2 separate regions of the Gossypium hirsutum genome follow, and region 1 is linked to region 2. A link is a contact called in public Hi-C data. All regions are on one chromosome and are shown on one strand. Each heading gives the region's core, a stretch centred on a gene start, on an enhancer-like site or on the middle of the called end of the contact. The rest is flanking DNA. Distances are from core to core; before and after follow the strand shown.

Evidence for each region. Hi-C and Micro-C count contacts between places; a contact is called where the count stands out from the background.
Region 1: a contact with region 2 is called in a Hi-C map of leaf, with 2.1 times the contacts expected there. The contact joins the promoter of LOC107917830 here to the enhancer-like site in region 2. A contact is called at or near these places in 2 of 34 Hi-C or Micro-C datasets (both in leaf).

The regions. Positions count from the first base shown.
Region 1 is chrD08:36,732,054-36,735,403 of Gossypium_hirsutum_v2.1, forward strand. It overlaps LOC107917830 (rRNA 2'-O-methyltransferase fibrillarin 1), which reads left to right and starts at 1,666. Exons shown (of 7, transcript XM_016847178.2): 1 at 1,666-1,853; 2 at 1,992-2,293; 3 at 2,485-2,580; 4 at 2,703-2,780; 5 at 2,875-3,051. The coding sequence starts at 1,838. It overlaps LOC121220657 (small nucleolar RNA snoR60), which reads left to right and starts at 3,324; the gene lies at 3,324-3,350.
Region 2 is chrD08:36,461,878-36,465,313 of Gossypium_hirsutum_v2.1, forward strand. It overlaps the pseudogene LOC107917752. Among protein-coding and RNA genes, the nearest start is that of LOC121220504, 27 kb to the right of the region's middle. Within about 2 kb of position 1,839, at least 7 of the 9 cell types and tissues checked have an H3K27ac peak or open chromatin away from gene starts, as enhancers often do. A contact at or near this core is called in leaf, where this site is marked.

The DNA.
Region 1 (3,350 bases), core at 416-2,915, 270 kb after region 2:
TAAATTTAAATTAATTATTGCTAGGGTTTCAGCTTCTCTGCTGTCGCCAATCAAGGCCGACCCATGGCCTCCGTCGATGCCCCAATTTCCGATGGTGTCGGAAAAGGGAACACCGCAACAAGACCGGGTAAGTTTTCTTTTCTCCCCTCTTTATATTTTGAGCAACAAAAAATAAAAAAAAATAAAAAAAGACAACAAATTCCTTAAAGAGCGACGAACACTAAGAAATAAAACGGAAGAAAGAATCACCTCTATTCAGATTTTTCTTTTTTTTCTATTGATTTTGTGAACCCCCCCCCATTTTACAGATTAAAATCGGGCTTTTATAACCGAAATAGAAAATCCCACCAAATCTATTTTGTTATTTGTTGGCATTATATTGCCCGATTTTTGCTATTCTATTTGGCTTCCTTTTCTTTGTTTATTGTTTGCTGTTGCAGGTACAAACGTGGGGAAGGCGCGGGTCGTGCGGCGGCGAGGGGCGCGATGTGCGGGATCGACAAGCGTGGTGCGCGGGAGCAGTTGCAGCGCCAGATTGCTGCGGCACTGAAGCAGAAAGGGCTAGGGCTTCTGGACTGGGCTAGGGTTAATGTAATTGGGCTGAATTTTGGGTTTAGTCTGTAGATGAGTAATTGGGCATGCTATGTTTTTATTTTGTATGGGCCCGTGCATATTTGGGCTTGTACATTAACGATTGGCTGTTAAAGCTAACTGCTCTGACTTTTTTTAAGTTAAAGCCATCACATGTCACAAACACAACGTGACATGTGTCAAAAAAATGATAAAAATAAAATCAATAAAACTTATGCAACTTATTAAATTTTAATAAAAAATAAAAAAATATTTAAAATTTATTATAAATTCGGAAAAATATTATAAAAATTTGTAAAAAATTGTAATTTTTTATAAAAAACATATAAATATAGAAAAAATTATAAAATTTTATAAAGTCATAAGAAAATTATAAAAAATAAAAGAAACACAAAATTCGTAAAAAAAATATAAAAATTATCATACCAAAAAGAAACATTTTATAATTTTTCTATTAATTTTATTGATTTTTATTTTTTTTATCATTTCTGTGCCACATGTCACGTTGTGTTGCAACACACAATGGTATTAATTGAAAAAAAAACTAGGGGCCATTAACTTTAACGGTTAACTGTTAAAAGTTAATGGTTAAAGAAAATTTTTGATGCATTTTATAATTTTTAATAATTTTTAAATATATTTTATATTTTTTATTAAATTTTAGTAATTTTTATAACTTTTATTAATTTTTATTTTTTTTATAATTTTTGCCACATGTCACGCCTTGGTGGAGTGGCTTTAACTAAAAAAGTTAGAGGCAGTTAACTTCAACAGTCAATTGTTAAAGTTTACGGTCAAATGATATTTTTGATGCATTTTAGCAATTGAGCGAAAAAAAAGAAGAACAAAGGCTTAATTTTTTTTTAAAAAAATTTGAGAGCTTTTTACAACATTAAGCCTATTATTTTTAAATAATATATTTAAAATAATTTCTGCAGAATAAATAAATTTTATAAATTTAAAATTTAAAAGATTTATTATCAATTAAATAAAAAAAACACCGAAACGAGGAACTTGGGCTACGAGACTGCCACCCATTGATATAGTCCAACAAGCCCATTGTTTTTACCACTGTTCTAAATGTGGGCCTTTGTCCTATAAAGTATAAACCCTTCTCTTTTTCGCCCCTTCCCAAAACCCTAGTCTTCATTCTATATATCGCAGAACCCCTAGCCATCACTCCCCTCCCCACTATCATTCCATTTGCTTTGCCTTTACTTCTCCTTGCTATCGAACTCTACCAAGTATGAGACCTCCAAGAGGTAACCATTTTCTTTTCTTTTATATGGTTAAAACAGCTGGGTCTGATAGTCTGGAGCTTATAAGCATCTCAGTCCTCTGTTTTTCTTTAAATGATTTTAGAGTCATGTTCTGTTATTTTAATGTTTGATTATGTGCAGGCCGTGGTGGTGGTGGTGGGTTTAGGGGCAGAGGTGATGGGGGGAGAGGGAGAGGAAGGGGTGGTGGTGGTGGAAGAGGTGGCGATAGGGGAGGCAGTGGCATGAAGCCCCGTGGTGGTGGCCGCGGTGGAGGAAGAGGACGTGGTGGTGGAAGAGGAGGAATGAAAGGTGGGAGCAAGGTTGTAGTTGAGCCCCATAGACACGAGGGAGTTTTTGTTGCCAAGGGTAAAGAAGATGCTCTTGTTACTAAGAATATGGTGCCTGGTGAGGCTGTCTACAATGAAAAGAGGATTGCTGTTCAGGTCATTTTGTCTCTCTAATCACACAATCCGTTTCCATTCTCTTATTTACCACGATAGTATCATTGATATCATGTATTGGATATACTTCGTTTTTGGCTATTTGCTTTTTTTCTCTCTAAAACTTGCTGTCAAGATTATGATAAACTTTGCAATGAAAAATTGAGGGTCTTCCTGATTTTTTCACTTAACAGAATGAAGATGGAACCAAAGTTGAGTACAGGGTTTGGAACCCTTTCCGATCCAAGTTGGCAGCTGCAATTCTTGGTGGTGTTGATAATATATGGATTGTAAGCTTTCACATTTCCTTTTTTATGCTTGTTCATATAATGTACATGATGAGTATCTCTTAGTAAGACTTTTAAATACCATAAAACTGTTTAATTCTGTTTCTTTTTGGGGTTTAATCAAGAAACCCGGTGCTAAGGTTCTCTACCTTGGAGCTGCTTCGGGTACCACTGTTTCTCATGTATCCGATGTTGTTGGTCCTGTAAGTATAGTATTAACCCCCAAGTATCCTAATGTCATTGTATGTTTGTACCTGGCAGAGTTGCTTATTGTTTGTTCATTTCATTTTCCTTCAGAATGGAGTGGTTTATGCTGTGGAATTTTCTCACAGAAGTGGTAGGGATTTGGTCAACATGGCTAAGAAGCGAACGAATGTTATACCTATCATTGAAGATGCTAGGCATCCTGCTAAATACAGGATGCTAGTTGGCATGGTGGATGTGATATTTTCTGATGTTGCGCAGCCTGATCAGGTTTGCTTTTTATGTATTTTTGCAACTCTATTTTTGATTCAGGAAATATTGGAAAACAAGCAGTTTTATTTGCTTAATTAATTGGTAGTTTGAGATCATGTAGTTTGCATCTCTATGACCTACATACATTTCAAAATTTTTATTTTGAATATGCCTGCGTGTTTTGATTGGTTTCTTTCTCTTTTGGCTTCTTATGTGATGATTCTTTAATCTTTTGTTTTCAAAATAGTTCTTTTGATCTTCAGACTTTGAAAAAGGCTGTATTTGTTAAAATGCAAATGATGAACTCTACTCGGATT
Region 2 (3,436 bases), core at 589-3,088:
GAACAAGTTTTACTTTCACATAATGGATGCACAAATAAATGCAAAAGATATATTAATAATTAACAATTATACTATGTTTATTAAAGAAATTTTACTGTGAAAATCTATGCCTATGATCATACAATAAAAGGTCACCAAATAGAATTTTCAACAACCTGCTCGAACTTGTCAAGATGCATTACAGCCTTTGCAATCTCCTCCTGGGTTTTTTCATCCCATTTTTTCTTCCTTTCTTTCTGCATTGTTAATAATAAAGTGAATGACCATAAAATAGTTAGCCTTCGGTTCATTTAACAGGGGCCAATATCAAAAGTTGAAATTTCTTAATGGATTAAACAGAAAATATTTCTTACCTTTAGACGTGAAGTTAAAGAGTCTGTAAAGAGCTCATAAACCAATTTATAGCCTACATGCCACTCGCCAGAAGGGTTTTTCCATGAAGAACTGACAACCAGTGAAGCCCCTATAATTTATTTTTTAACAAAATATAGAAGATGGGATTAGAAAATAGAAGTCAACTCAGAATTAAAATAGATGCTGATGCTGATGGTTCTACATGGAAAATATAGGAGGGCCAAAAAAGAACAACACAGAACATTATCAAGAAGTTAAATACTATTCCCCATACATTTGAAGATTCATACATTTTCTTAACAAAGTGAAAGTTACAGAAAGAACGGAAATGTCCAAGAACTACACGAAAATGGAGACAATTAATCAGTCGAAACCATATTACAGAAATAGCCAATTACTTATCATTTAATGCAGGTAAACTTTTAGCTACCAGTTCAAGGCAACATCGAAGAAGCCTTGAGGAACAAGAAAAAACCCCACAATGTTTCTACCATTTAAGGCAAGGAACTTAGGAATTCGAAATCCTATGACCATGAAAAATGAAAAATAAAAAGAAGCGCAATAATACAACCAGAAGCCCCGCGAATCCGACCGTCTCCATCAGCCTTCACCACTTTTGAGGTATCAACATCTCCACTCCCAGTACTAAAAAAATAAATAAACAAATACTTCTCAAGTAACTTGAGAAAATAATAAAAAATGAAAAGAACCAATTTAGCGGTCAGATAGTGTGGCAGGCTAAGGAGTAAGTACCAGTCAATAACATCTAAGATCTTTGGCTTCCCATCTGAAGTTAGTTGCAAACCAGCGGCAGCCGGATCAACACCAGAATCTTTGAAAAAAAAAGTTTAATTAAATGAAAAAATTTCAAAATATTGCTCCCCCCCCCCATTTAAATAACAATGTCAAAAAAGTACCAAAGATCGCGATGAGGGCACCGCGACCGTCGTAAAAAGGATGAGCTTCAATGAAGCGATCGGCGCCAATCTCCTTCTTCGGCATCAGAGAGGCTAAGAATGTGGAATGATTAAGTTTAAATTTGCGAAAACGCCCATTCTCTTCACCCCCGCCACCAACATCAGCACAAGTATTATCAGTAGTCACTATTGAAGAACAAGGCATGGCTCTACATATACCACCGCGACTCCCGCTTCGGCTTCGATGATAATTCCCCTCCTTTTTGGTTCTTCCCTTGAAATTATTATTATATTTAAGCTTTCTTCTGGGTGCAATGATTAGTAGAGAAGGGAAAGTGTGAAATGGTGGAGCTAATAATGTCACCGGGGGTTTGGCCCAGGTCAGAACATTAAATATCGAGGTTTGCATTCTAAGTTTACAGGTGTTTCATGGGACTGGGGATGAGAGGGTGTTTTGGGAATTGCGGTGGGTGTTGCGGCGGAGGAAAGGCGTTATGGAATAGCGCGCCTCCTGTATAGGGGGATAAGGTTAGTTTGTATTTGTAGGTGGGCTTTGATGATTGGATGTGGTTTGGGTGGCGCGGGAGCTGAGATGTAATTAAGTTACCTATTTTGTCCTTCTATTCTAAAGTAAACGACATCTAACTCTAAATTTCCAGTGCATGTGAAAATGATCGTTAGATTCAATAGGTTGCCAATTGACATCCTTACTATCGTGAGTTTGAGAATATTTAAATACATCATATAAGTGATAAAAGTTTGAATCATTGGTATATTTGGTTGATAATGCTTTTATCACCTTATTTATCTCAAGTATATATAGATTGTTTACTTGTTGGTAATGGTAAAAGGTGATCATTGGACGATAAAAAGTCTATAGTTAATTTATTTCTTTAGCGCAACTTGATCTCATTTTCTAGCTTTTATAGCTTATATGTAGCTAATATGTGGGATTCATGGTATTAATCGAGTGTATAGTTCTATTCATTTTGAGGCGAACTTTAATGTGCTTTTTTACTCGCCTTTGAGCGATTTACTTACTACTTTTTGTAGGCAAAGTGATTGAGGAGTGAATTCACTTATTTGTACACATGTAAGTTGCAACATATTTCAAGGAGATTAGGCTTAAATGATTTATTGTATATTAGAGAGTATAGTAGAGTCGTTTCTAAGCAAGGCTCATTTACGCAAGTTAAGTTTGAATTGCATTAAATTTTGGTCTTTTGTTCTTCCATTATCTTTGCCTTTATTAGTTGGTGTTCTAAAGTTTGTGCCCACACAACTTACCACATCTCACTACCCAACTCGAATTTTCCATCAAAATCAGAGCATCCTATCTAAAGATTTGCATTTGGTAGTTGTGTAATGGCAGGAATGAAGGAAGTTCAACACGAGACTTGCTATGCTCAAAAGCTTGTTTTAATTTACATCCACCATTATTGGATGGTTCCAGTTATGCATATTAAAAAGCTCAAATTAGGGTTTTCATCAAATAACTCGATGAGAAAGCATGAAGATTAATTCGAACTAGATATGAGCCTCTATATACTAAAATATGGTTATAAACCCTAAAGCCTAAAGCTACTTAGACCTTTAAAGAAGATAAAATAGTGAATTTAAATTCAAAGCATTGAATAGTATTTCCAATGGGGTAAATCCATAAAAATTCAAAAAGGATTTAAAGTGTATCTTAGCATGTAAAGCGTGGAATACCCTTGAAGCCATCTATGAGGGAACTCTTAAAGTCAAGCTATCAAAGCTTCAAATGCTTACCACCAAGTTTGAATCCTTACGAATGTTTAATAACAAGAGCACTTCTAAATTTTATGTTAAACTTTATCACATAACTAATGAGCTTCTACTCTTGATGAGGAATATCCTGACAAGAAATTAACCCACAAGATACTACAATCACTCCCTGAAAAGTTTGTTATCAAATTCAAAACTATTGAAGAAGTCAAGAATATTAGCACAATATGTGTTATGAGCTGATAGGCTCCCTAAAAACATTTGAGATTAATATAATAGAAGATTGAAAAGACAGAGTTAAATGTAATAAAAGTATTACCTTGAATGTGACTACTCTAGTGGATAAACTTAATAACCCAATTTTATCTCTTAAAGAGTTGTAAGAACAGCTAGCCCTTTCAGATGCGCTAGGATGT